3 separate regions of the Mus musculus genome follow, and all the other regions are linked to region 1. A link is a contact called in public HiChIP or PLAC-seq data. All regions are on one chromosome and are shown on one strand. Each heading gives the region's core, a stretch centred on a gene start, on an enhancer-like site or on the middle of the called end of the contact. The rest is flanking DNA. Distances are from core to core; before and after follow the strand shown. Region 1 overlaps Lyst (lysosomal trafficking regulator). Region 2 holds the start of Gng4 (guanine nucleotide binding protein (G protein), gamma 4). Region 3 holds the start of Lyst (lysosomal trafficking regulator).

Region 1 (3,972 bases), core at 1,062-3,561:
TTCTGTGGTTTCACATTTTACAGTTCCCCCTTACTGTGTAATTCTGATCTCTCAAAAATAAACTCTTTACCTGTTTATTCCTTGAATGCCTATATATTAAATTTTTAAATTTTAATTTATGCGTATGTATATTAGCTCTCACATGTATACCTAGAACCTGCAAAGGTCAAAAGAAGGTATCAGATCCCTTGGAGCTAGAGTTATAGGCAGTAGTAGGTAGGTGCTGGAATCTGTCTGAACTTAGACCCTCTGAAAGAGCAGCAAGTGCTCTTAGCTACTGAGCCATCTCTCCGATCTGTGTCTTATATTTTTATGAATTCTCTTCAGTATATGATATGAATCCTAAGTAATACTTTCAGTTTAATCATCCTTTTCAGGTTCATACTGAAATTTTCCATCTTGACTTTTTAAATGTACCATCAACATACAACTACATTATCTTTTTTGTTCTCATTCACACCTTCTGTTTATTCTCTGGATCTATCTAGTAACTCACTGCCTTTTATCCACCAACATACATTAGGGCTTTTTCCAGCACAGAGAGACCATTCAGTAAATATCAAAACAAATATGTATCGGCAGGAAAAAGACTAGAGTAGAAATGGCTACAATCTAACAATGATCTTACTCACCTATGTGCAAAGAGAAGTAGAAGTTTGTGGGATTGTGACAAACATAAGTATTAGTAGGAGGGTGTACAGCTAACAGGAAATTGAAAATAACTGTCAATAATTCCAAGTCTGGAGGAGAACCAAGGACTTCTGCAATGATTTTCACAAATGATCTACAAACTTCTCGGGGCATAGATGTAAGCTGCCCCTCTCTGTGTTCCTGTAAAAATAAAAGCCAAAATCTCTTTAGATTTAAAGAACTGTCAGCTAATATTTTTTTTATTTAAACAAGATAGTCCTCTAAAAGTCACTATTATTAGTGTTGGAGGTGCATATGTAGAGGTCAGAAGACACCTTGTGGAGTTGGTTCTCTTCTGCTTTAATGTAGTTCTGGAGATCGGAGTCATCAGGCCTATATGGCAAGCACCCTACCTGCCAAGTCATCTCACTGATATTCTTCTTAAGATAGAATATTGTTGGTTTACTACTCTAGTCTAACCATATTTAACATTAATCTGAAGTACTACTTTTCAACCCCAGTGATTTTTGCCATTATAAATTAATTACAAGTGATGGCAGTTTAATTCTAGCCCTCTTAATTTAGTTAACTGAACCAAGTTACACTGCAGAATTCAAGTGTGCAATGTGGCCCTACACTTACATTAACATTGCTATACTGTCTCTTTGTCTATATGAATATGCTAACACTAGTATGTATGCTCATTTTACAAATTCAATGACACCACAGAGAAACCCAATCTTGTAAAACAACAACAAAAAGTTTTTTTCAAGGATACAAACTCTTAGAACAGCACCTCAGACACTAAGCCATCTTGTAATTCAAAACGCTGTAGACCAGAAGAGCTTTAGATTTCAGGTTTTTGGATTTGGAGGATATTTGTACAGACTTTATAGATATGAAAGCCCCAAATCAGGAATGTTCGAAACTAAATTTTTTAAAGTGCATAAAGCCATAAAACTCTTAGTTCTTTTAACACTAGCATCACTGTTAGTACTATTATCCACTATGGCTACTAGATCTGCATGGACCTCTTGTAATGCAGCACACAAGTTACAGCAATATCCTGTGGCCCAGCTTGCAAAGTCCTTTCTCACAGTGGTTATTACAGTGGTCTTATCTTTCACTTCCAGAATATAGGCTTAAATGGTTATTTCACTAGCTTGAACCACACAAAGAAACAAATAATTGTACAACTATGACCAAACACAGGCCCCCAGTTTCTTTGTGCTGTGCTTTCAACTGCTTGGATTATAGAACTTAGTAGGATGTCACGCCTTACTAAAAATAGAGGCTGTCATAACTTGTTTATGTTCTTAAACTCCATCTCCTCAGAGGCTAGTAATTAACCTCCTGATTAAGGGCACAGAATATAAAACTGCCTTGTCTTCTGTCTCCATATGTCCAAATATGACACATAATTGTCCCTCCACTCCATTTACTGTTATGTACTGCTGAATCAGAGGATAATAAAGGGGAGCTGTTAATTTTGAGACAATTTAGTCATCAGATCACATAGACCCCTTTGAGGTATTGTCATAGTATTTAGATTTTAATGTAGCTTCCCAGAAGCCTGAAGCAGGCTGAGCCAGAATTTGACCTTGCTGCCACTAAGGAAATTATCTAGGGTGGAGCCTTCCTCCCTAGATCACTCTATTGTTCTGCCTTGGCTGCTGCTCCTCTTCAAGATACTGCTACCTGCTGAGAGGCCCCGGAGCTATTCAGGAGACTATGCCCCATCCTGCACATCATCACCAGTTCCATTATTTCTCAACCCGCCTAGGCTCCCTCTTTTCTCCCAGATTCCAAGATGCCTTCCAGGCTCGAACCCGGACATGTGAGCCGCTGGCAGGCCCCAACAATTTAACCCACCAATACAGTAAAGGTGTCAGGCTATAGAAGCAAAAGTACTGGCCTCACGAAATAGTAAAGATCCCACAGTATGTCTGGACTTATCTCACTTGACAAGATCAACATGTTTCAAACACTAAAAACAAAAACAAAACCTTGGAAATAGTCCAATATACCAACCAGGCAGATGAAAGGGCATTTGTAAAGTCAGGTCACAGCACAGACATAGTACATGAGTCAGTGTCACTTTTTAATATAGTATTTTAGGTATATATCCATATTGCTAGTTAACATATAAAATAGACTATGATTAAGTTTTATTTATTAAAAGCATACATATATGTAAGTTGTTATTTAAAGAGTATAGAGTGAGTTAAGGATCACTAACAGCTGATGTTCAGGAAACCACAAAATTATTATATTCCAATACAAAGAAACATGCAGAAATTTAGTAGCTGTTCTTTTGTAGTTTGAGCCAGAGAAGATGACAGTGTAAATAAAGATCAGGAGGCAAGAGCTGAAAGAAAACATGCTTACAGAGTAAGTAAGATAAAAGACAGAAAAAAATCCCATTGACCTGTGAAACTCTGATGTGCACAGCAGTAGGTTATTAAATAGAAGCTACTGCAGAAGATGCCCCTGCAGAGAAGCTACGGGAAAAGTACCTGTAAAACCTGACAGGTCAGTAGGAAGTGGTGAACCACGTGGGCGTTCAGCAACTGCTTAATATTAAACTGCTGCTGGTGGTGCTCTACCCGGATGAGGACTTCCAAAGCTGCTAGCAGAGTCTCCCACACACCTTGCTGAGAAAATAAACATGCACCAATTAGCACACAGTTATGGAAACATACTGTGGGCCTCTTAGAAGCCTAGAAACATAACTACTTAACGCACTGTGCATGGTCTACTTCAAAGCTTGAGTCTGTTGGTGTGGAGGGGAAAGTAAGTCTTAAAATTTATTCCATTCAGCTCATCATTACTTCAGGAAGTTCAGAGCTTTACACAGAGCATACACTTCTGGATTTACATTTAACATTAGCATTACACTGAAGCAGCAAAATTATCCTTTCCTCCAGCATGATCAGCGACTGTTAGAAATATTTTTTACTGATGATTTAATACTTTCATGCATGCATCTAATGTATTTTGATCATATTCACACTCCTCTGCTAACTCCTTCTAGATGTACCTCACCTCTTTCCTATCTCATGTCCTTTAAAAATGCTTATTTAGATGATTATATTTAAATGTCCTTTGGGGAGGGGAGGGCGAGAGGCCCAGTACACCACAGCATACACCCACACTACAATATTCCTCAACCTCAGAGGAGCAAAAACCATCATGAATGAATCCAGGAGGCATTATACTAATATAATCACAGACCCTAAAATACCATGGCAGTTGTGAGGATGGGGAGAAGAAAAGAGGCCTGGTGGGTACAGAGCTCTGCCTTATAATATGAAAACTGTGGAGGTGGTTGTTGGTGATGGC
Region 2 (3,972 bases), core at 1,048-3,547, 110 kb before region 1:
CAGATTGGATAGCAGAATGTAGATTTTTTTTTTTTAAATCCGACATTAGGCCGGGCAGTGATGGCAAACACCTTCAGTCCCAGCACTTGGGAGGCAGAGGCAGGCGGATTTCTGAATTCGAGGACAGCCAGGACTACACAGAAAAAAAATATCAGACATTGCTTCAAATTTCCCCCAAAGGCACTCCCAATACACCCTGCCAAGACACCCCCCATCCCCCCACCCCCTGTCGAGCAGACAAAGTGAGACAAAGTCAGGAAGGTGGCAGTGGGATCTGGCAGTACTGCTGGGCTGCATCCCTGGCAGGTGCTGAGTGTGACTGTGCCCTGGGTGGAAGCAAACACAGCCACTCTCCGTCCCAGGTGTCCAGGGACCCTGAGACAGGCCAGAGGCAAGGGCCCTGTGCCATCTAAAAATCCACAATTATGAAGAGCGATGGAGATTTGGGAGCTTTGGGGATGGCCATTCTTCAGATTCTAGGGAATGAACAAGGGAAATCTCCCCTATGGGTACTTTCTCACAGACTACCATGAAAAGGGGGGATGGCAGCTAGTCAGACAGGCATAAACTAGTCAGGATGGCCCTTCCTTCCCTGTGCAGTTCCCTGCCCCAAAATTCCCTCCATTGCTTCCTCCATGGGTTTTATTAGGAGGGGAAAGGACTGGGGCCTAACGGTTGCAGGTTCCATAGCTCTGAGCCCGAGAGTCCCTTGGCTAGCAACGCACCCCAGCAGGTTCTGCATTTTCATCGCCACCTCTCAGCAGGCCGGAGAAATCCAGAAACCCCAAGTACAGTTTACAAGCACCTTGTGTCTTGTTTCTCAGGACTGAAAGCACCAGGTCTTCCCCATCCCACCCCCAAGTGGCCAATACCAGGTTAACAGGACCAGAGGAGGAGGTGGCTGCCTTCCTCCTTGCAAGCCAACAAGAGGAAAAGGGCGGTGGTGCCCCAGTAATGAAGAACCAGGCAGCCTGCACGCAGCCCAAGAGCCTAGCTGCAGCCTTGGGGGCCATCACACCTCGCTTTGGAGCAGACGGCAGGAGTGACGCTTTTTCACCGGAACCCTAGCACGGTCTCGCAGACTTGCTCTGGCTGAAACGCCGGCCTGTCTGCTGCCAGCCTTTTACAGACCCCGGAGGCCTGGGAAGCGAGGACGGGATTTATCTATCACTGGATCAAACTTTCACATTTGCAAGTACCCTCGCTCACATCTTAGCTCAAAATACACGACAAGAAGCAGACTAGTCTAAATGAAGGAGCCTTTTGCAGCCATAACTGGCATCTTGCCTCATTATTTCCCAGGAGACTAAAAATTAAAGCAAAGCTCGCTCTCCCAAAGCTATGCCCCGTGAGCTCAGCAGCGCGTTTCAGCACCTGCTTCGGGGACAGTCGCCATCGAGAGGGAGGGCACAAACTCGCCCAGGTCACCGTGCTCTTCCCTCTCTACCCCAGGCAGTTGTCCTGGCGTCGGGAAAGCAGAGAGCGTCTGCGAACCCCTGCCAAAACACTGCTCCAAACAAAATTATCAGTGGCCATGCCATCCATCTCCTGTGATCTTCTGCATGGTGGGGGGTGGGACGAGGGGGCGTCCTTTATGATCATGGCCAGCCATAAGGGACCTCTACGCCCCACTGATGAAGAAGAGTCCCATGAGGGCCTCGGCCCTCCTCGACCCCGGGGGATTCGGCTGTGTCCCCCGAGACTCGGGCTACCTGTGGACATTAGGGAGGCTTAGGCTGGAGGCGCCCCGCGGCCGTGCACCAAGCGGCCGCCACCACAACGAACCACAGGTCTTTGTGAAGCGTGCTGAGGCACCTCCAGGGAAGACCCAGGAGCTAGAATATCTCTTCAGTTCTGAGACTTTTAGATTTCGCCCAGGGTCTCTCGGAGCTGTCGGGGCCCGGACCGAGGTTCCCCGACGAGGCGCCGCGCCCTCCCGGGGGCCTCGGGCGCCACTTACCGCAGCCGGCGCGCAGCCGGCGCTGCTCAGACGCGGGCTGGGTCCCCGGCGCGGCGCTCGACGGGGTTGGCCAGGCCAAGCGGCATCGCTCGCCCCGGGCTCAGTGAAAGCGCGCCCCGCGTCGCCACCCGCGGGGTCCCGGACCACAGAAGACCCTGCGCGTCTGGGGAGAAAAGGGGGCGCGGCACGGAGCACAAGCCACAGCAAAGCCACCCGCAAGCGGGACCTCGGGTCTGCGCAGTGGGCCCACTGGGTGCAAGACGGTGACCCCCCAACCCTCGCCTGCTGCGCCACGCTGGCCGCACCCACTCCTTCGCAGCAGGTCTCCTCCCGCGCCGGGAGGGGCCGGGAAATCCCGCCCGCCGCCGCCGACGTCACTGGTGCGTCACTGGGGCTCCCACTCCGGGCTCCGCGCGCCCCAAATCCCGGGCCTCACCCAAACCCGCCCTCCCGGGGAGTGCGCAGCCTTGGAGGGTTTATGGCTCGAGGCAGATCCCCAAGTGCAGAGTGGGGACGGCCAGCTCAGGGTACTTCACCTGGGGACACCTAGGGTGCCTCACGCCGAGGAAGGTGGGCGCTGTTAGCGCAGATGCTGAACATCTGGAAATGCGCACCAATCTTACGCAGACGTCGCTAAGCAACGCGGGCAAGACCGCCACCCGGCCAGGCTTGGCAGAACAGCTGCCTCCCAGCCAGTCACAAGGGTGTGAGTGGACAGCAAGGAACTGCTGCCACGGGGAATCCTGGCGACTCCCAACGGTGAGATGGTCATGGCCTGCCAAGCCTCGTCCTAATGGAACTGTGTTTTGTGAGTCTCATTGTAAACCGATGAATTACCAAACTCCTCTTCCTTGAGACGCAGCTTCAGCCACGTCTGTTTTTCAACTCAGGAAATAATACAAAGCCCTCTGAAGACAGAAGCAGAGAAAACATTTCAGGCAGTAAATGCATAAAGAAGGAGGAAACCGTATTACTTCTGTCTGAACACCACTGACAGATTTCTTGAAAATCTTCCTTCCTCCTGTTCACCTTCCCTAACTATCCCTGCAGAAAGTGACACTACACAGGGTGCCTTAGATTTTCGCATATCTATCTGACATGCCTCACAGTACCGTGGACAGAGGTGCACTTAGGCTGCTGAGTGAAACTGCCCAGAGAGGCTGGAAAGACGCAGTGGGGTGGGAAATCACACTGATTGTCTTCACAGTTCCCAGGAGTCCCTTTAGGCCTCAGAATTAAATGACGTCGCAATGATTTAGCCAGTAATATTCACAAGGCAGAGGCTGAGATCCTATAGTCACTACTGTTGAAAATTCAAGCAGCACACAATCGTGTCCACTATTTTTCCTCTTGGATTCACGTCTCCCCTGCAAGCCCTGGCTCGGTTGTACACTCTTTCCACAAACCAGCTGCAGGAAAGTTGACCTTAGGTTTCCTCTCACCAGAATTCTAACGAGTTGTGCCAACTGTTCAACTGCATGGCACTTCAATAGATAAACTCTCCGGTAGACTGGGTGGCTACTGGGACTCCTCCATTTCTCCCAGGCCCCTTCTTGTCAGACCAATATTCAGTCTCTAGGGCTCTGGAGGGAGTTGTATCCTTTTGGGCAGCCTCCTATACAAAGACCCTACCCTCTTCCAGGAGCAGCCCTTCTGGGGGCCAAACGAGTAACACATCGGACCTCTGGGACACATTAAATATCCTAAGTATATCATGATTAAGGATAATTAAAAGCAACGGAGTTGATTCAGTGTTGAGTACAAGGGTAGAGGGGCAGCCGACTCAAAGAGACCAATTGCTTCTGGTACGGCAGACAATAATATCTAAATAAGAAATTATCAGTAAATCTAAATGTAGCTGTGATAACCTCTGATAGGACATATGTGTTCAATTCATATGTGTCAGTCTCAAATTTATTTAACAAGTGGCTCTTGTCAAGATACATATCAGAGCAACAGGAAAGGAATCTAAGTTATTCAACCACTATGAAAACTATAGTGTAGATTTAACT
Region 3 (3,972 bases), core at 1,071-3,570, 81 kb after region 1:
AAAACAGAGCCAGAGAAAGAAAGGGCTTAGTAAGAGAACTTTCCTAGCATGCTCAAGGCACTGGGTTTGAGTCCCAACACTGGGAGGAAAAAAAAGTAGTAAGCATGGAATGGAAATTGTCCACTTATGGGCAAAATGGTTAAGCTGGAATAGTCAAGAAACACAAAAATTCCTGTAATGCAAAGTCACTAATGTCTATTACGAATAATCTCCACTTGGGTGTTTAATTTTATCCCCTAAAACCTAACCTCCTTACCAAGCCTATTCTTCTCAGAAAGCTCTCAGTACCTCCCTATTCTAGTCTATCTTTCTTGCTAAAGACAAAATTGTTGCTGTCCTCTACATTTCTATACACAATGTATTAAAAAGTCAATAACCTCTCACCACAGCCACAAATTCCTAAATCATTTCTGGCCTCATTACTTGGTATCTCTGCTTCTGTTTCTGCTATCCCTTCCCCCAAATGGTGGTATATTTTCCAATTAGTCATAATATGGCTCCTTTGAAAATCAAGTTTGATTATATCAGCTTGTAATCAAAAAGAGGTCTCCTCTCCCTACAGAGGCTTATAAAGCCTTTCACAATCTGATCTCTCACCCTTTTAATCTGTTGGTACTCTACGACTCTTACTTAACTGGCTCCAACACGGCCAGACCCGCCTCTCAGCTCTCTTCTGACTCCAGTCTCCACACTATTGCCTCAGGGCTTTTGCAAGTGGCTTTCTCACTGCATATCCTTCCCTCAGAAAAGAGCATGGATCACCCCTTACTTCCTTCCGGTTATCAAATTTTTTTTCCAGAAGGCCTTTCCTAACTACCTCTAATCAAATTGCAGCCCGTTTCTGGCTCTGTCTTCTCCCTGCTTTTTCTCTAAGTCCTTTAACATCATCTGACAAGGACATATTCTTCTTACTTATTGTCTGAGGTTCTTCCAGAATATGTATGACCCAAGAAAGGGGGTATTTATCTGTTTATAAAACGTGTCTGGTCCACAATAGGTACTTAAACATCTTTACTAAATGCATATGCTCTATATGCAATTTATTGTCTGGGAAGTATTTTAATGGAAACTAAATAACAGAAACTCATCTCCCCCTTACGTCCTCTATCTTCCAAAGTCTCTCAATATCTGTATGTGTTAGTGTCAACGTGGATGACAGCAACGAGCAGCAGAAAAGTTACTTGCAATGCTCTGTAAATACAGATATCCCCTACCAATCAGCTACATAATAAAAGCTAAGAGCCAACATCTTTATTAGTATAAGGTTACTAGGTGTGGAAGTTAAAAGTAAAGGCAGACCAGCCAAATGCCTTTCAGGAAGAAAAAGCTCAAATTAATGTGCCATATCAACCTGTTAAACAAACCCTGGAGAAAATGCACAATGAATTTGATCCTTAAGGAAATACTGGCCAGAATTCAACACAAATGTGTGTTCTACACGAGTCAACACCTTAAAATTTTTTTCTCACACCATCAACTACCAAGCAAGAGCTGTGTCTGTCTGTCTCTGTCTCTGTCTCTGTCTCTGTCTCTGTCTCTCTCTCTCTCTCTCTCTCTCTCTCTCCATCAAGGATGTTTTGCTGTTTTGTTTATCCCTCTGAGGATTGGATGAGGACACTTTTCTTGACTCCCTGAGCTCCAACCCTCCATCATGAACCCTTGGCCTCCGGTGGCAGAGGAAATCTCCCTGGGTCACGTCCCTATTATATTAGCATCTCAGCCACCGCTCCAGAGGTGCGCGCGAACCACGAAGGGTTGTTTGCAGAGTCCCGCAGCAGGTGTCACGGGCAGGGAAGGGACAGCAAGGACTCCGAAGCACCAGGGTGGGGAATGACAGATGGACCCGCGGCGCGAAGTGAGACGCCCTGAACCTGTCAGCTCCCGCTGTCACCTGCTGGGAAGGACCGGGCAGGCTGAGGGTAGCGGCGGTCCGGGACAAGCGCTTCCCGAGGTGAAGCGCCCCCTGAGGACACCGTCCGCCGCACCAGCCGGCCGGTAAGTAAAGTTACTATGGGGTCCGCGCCGCCGCCACAGCCCTCGGGGCCCGGGTCCGCCTCAATCAGCAACTGTGCAGAGCTCAGAAGGCAAGCGAACCCCGGCCGGGCCGAGCTCCGGGCACCACCCCGTTCCCTTAGCGCGGCACGACCCCGCCCGGGCGGCCCGCCACCTTCCCGCCATGCCCCGCTGAGGTCGAGACCCTGACCCTCTAAAGGAGCCCGCTGCGGTCTTTACCTCCGCTCTGTGGTCCGCCGCGCGCTCTCGCCCGCCGGTGCAGGAGAATCCCGACTCACCAAGGCTGCCAGGCCAGCGTGAGCTCTCACCCCCGCCCCCTCAGGTAACCCGGGAAACCGGGAACACCACCCCCTTCCTCCCCCGCCCAGACCCAGACCCGCTCCTCTGCGCGTGCGCACCGTCCCCGCCTCGAGCGCCTAAAGTCCCGCCCCACCGGGAGGGCACGCTGGGGTCGCCGACGTGATGCGTGGAGAATCTCAGCCAATGAGAGGAAGAAGGCGGGACAAATGCAGCGAGGAGGGCCCTGTGCAGCTTCTCTGAACTCCACCCCTCCCGGCCGCATAAAGCTTCGTCCATCCCAGGCGATTCAGCCCCTAAAAGCGCAAGCCTAGTGTCTTCTTTCTACTGTAAACTCACGTTTACTGGGAAAATTACATCTTTGTTGAAGACTGTACAAAGTGACTGACTGTCTAGAACTTTACCATTACGGAGAGATGATGATCAGTAACCAAGATTATCTTGGACTATCTTTAGGTTCTTTAAAAAAACTGCTTATTACCAACCTTTGTAGCTGACCTAAGATCTTTGTGCCTGTTATGTAAAAAGTTTGGAATGTATTGTTAAACTTAGCCAACGACTGGCTTTTCAGCAGTGCTCAAAAGAAGAGTATCATCAGCTGGAGATTTTCCTGCTATGCTGTAGCCTACCTCCCCGATGTCCTTTCCGCTATATTTGGCAAATGTATTGATTTATGGTCTTTTGTTCTATGGCTATAAGACTGCGTGTAAACCTCTTTCACAGTAGAACATGTAATTCTGGGAAACCCGAATCTCTGTTACTAAGCACTATTCACTCAAAGTTGCCTCAGAATAAACTTTCTTTTGGTTTTTGTTTTGTTTTGTTTTGTTTTGTTTTTTCATGGACAGTATGTGCAATAAACTGTTGTCCTATTTTCTGTTGGAGGTCACAGGATTAAAAAAAAAAAAAAAAAACAAAACAAAAGACAAAAAACGGAAAGGTTCACCAAGATGGAAGCAGGGCTATCCTCAAGATAGCATTGGGGCCTGAACTTATATTTCTGTCAAACAGAAAGAGAGAAACTTGCAAAAATTCTGGGTCCAGGTATGATACCCTACCTAGCCCTGTTCAAATATGCTAGCATACAGTGGGCAATGTGACAAAGATCCTTGCTTAAAGCAAACTTTAGTCAGACTTTGAACCTTCTCCTTGGCCCATGTGCTATGTGTGCACATCTTTGTAAACTCTAGGTTTAGCAATCGCCAAGGCAGTTTAGCAAGAACCCACACATACACAATCACACCCTCCCTATCTACAAAATCTCTCAGTCCCCACCTTTGGTATCTATTCATGCTGGCCTGCCTTCAGCATGAATCTTGTGAGGTTGATGCTACCAACATTCACCTATGTTGGTATCAACCATGAGCTCCACGTTTCTTGACTATAAATCCCCAGGTATCCCTAGTGTGTTTAAATCAGAGGCCAACTATGTACCTGGGTTCTTTTTGTTATGCTAGTCCTGGATAAAATTTGTCTTTGCCATTTTAACTTGTGCCCAGCTTTGGTTTTCTCATGACTATTAATGTTATACACTTTAATATACCAACCTCTTCTGAGTGTGGGAACCACAAGTTAAACAAAAGGATATCTGATCCTCACTACAGTCCAACTAAACCTAAGACTGACAAAATGATGCTGCTGTAGGCATTTTGACAGCTTAGG

What was found. HiChIP or PLAC-seq counts read pairs in DNA pulled down with a chosen protein or histone mark.
Region 2: a contact with region 1 is called in an H3K4me3 HiChIP or PLAC-seq map of embryonic stem cells, with 2.8 times the contacts expected there. The contact joins the promoter of Gng4 here to the enhancer-like site in region 1. A contact is called at or near these places in 1 of 39 promoter capture datasets (cranial neural crest), 3 of 484 Hi-C or Micro-C datasets (embryonic stem cells and large pre-B cells), 2 of 115 datasets of contacts at active chromatin or transcription factors (embryonic stem cells and large pre-B cells) and 3 of 9 other capture datasets (liver, macrophages and pancreatic islet).
Region 3: an H3K27ac HiChIP or PLAC-seq map of embryonic stem cells shows a contact between it and region 1, with 7 read pairs. The contact joins the promoter of Lyst here to the enhancer-like site in region 1. A contact is called at or near these places in 2 of 39 promoter capture datasets (macrophages and neutrophils), 2 of 484 Hi-C or Micro-C datasets (embryonic stem cells and granulocytes), 1 of 115 datasets of contacts at active chromatin or transcription factors (embryonic stem cells) and 4 of 9 other capture datasets (adipose tissue, liver, macrophages and 1 more).

The regions. Positions count from the first base shown.
Region 1 is chr13:13,670,115-13,674,086 of GRCm38.p6, reverse strand. Lyst (lysosomal trafficking regulator) reads right to left here. Exons shown (of 53, transcript NM_010748.2): 20 at 3,147-3,284; 21 at 633-831. Among named protein-coding and RNA genes, the nearest start is that of Gm30836, 81 kb to the right of the region's middle. Within about 2 kb of position 2,311, at least 10 of the 459 cell types and tissues checked have an H3K27ac peak or open chromatin away from gene starts, as enhancers often do. A contact at or near this core is called in embryonic stem cells, where this site is marked.
Region 2 is chr13:13,782,632-13,786,603 of GRCm38.p6, reverse strand. Gng4 (guanine nucleotide binding protein (G protein), gamma 4) reads right to left here and starts at 2,297. Exons shown (of 4, transcript NM_010317.3): 1 at 1,961-2,297.
Region 3 is chr13:13,588,757-13,592,728 of GRCm38.p6, reverse strand. Lyst (lysosomal trafficking regulator) reads right to left here and starts at 2,320. Exons shown (of 53, transcript NM_010748.2): 1 at 2,233-2,320. Gm30836 (a long non-coding RNA gene) reads left to right here and starts at 1,528. Exons shown (of 2, transcript XR_382086.4): 1 at 1,528-1,995.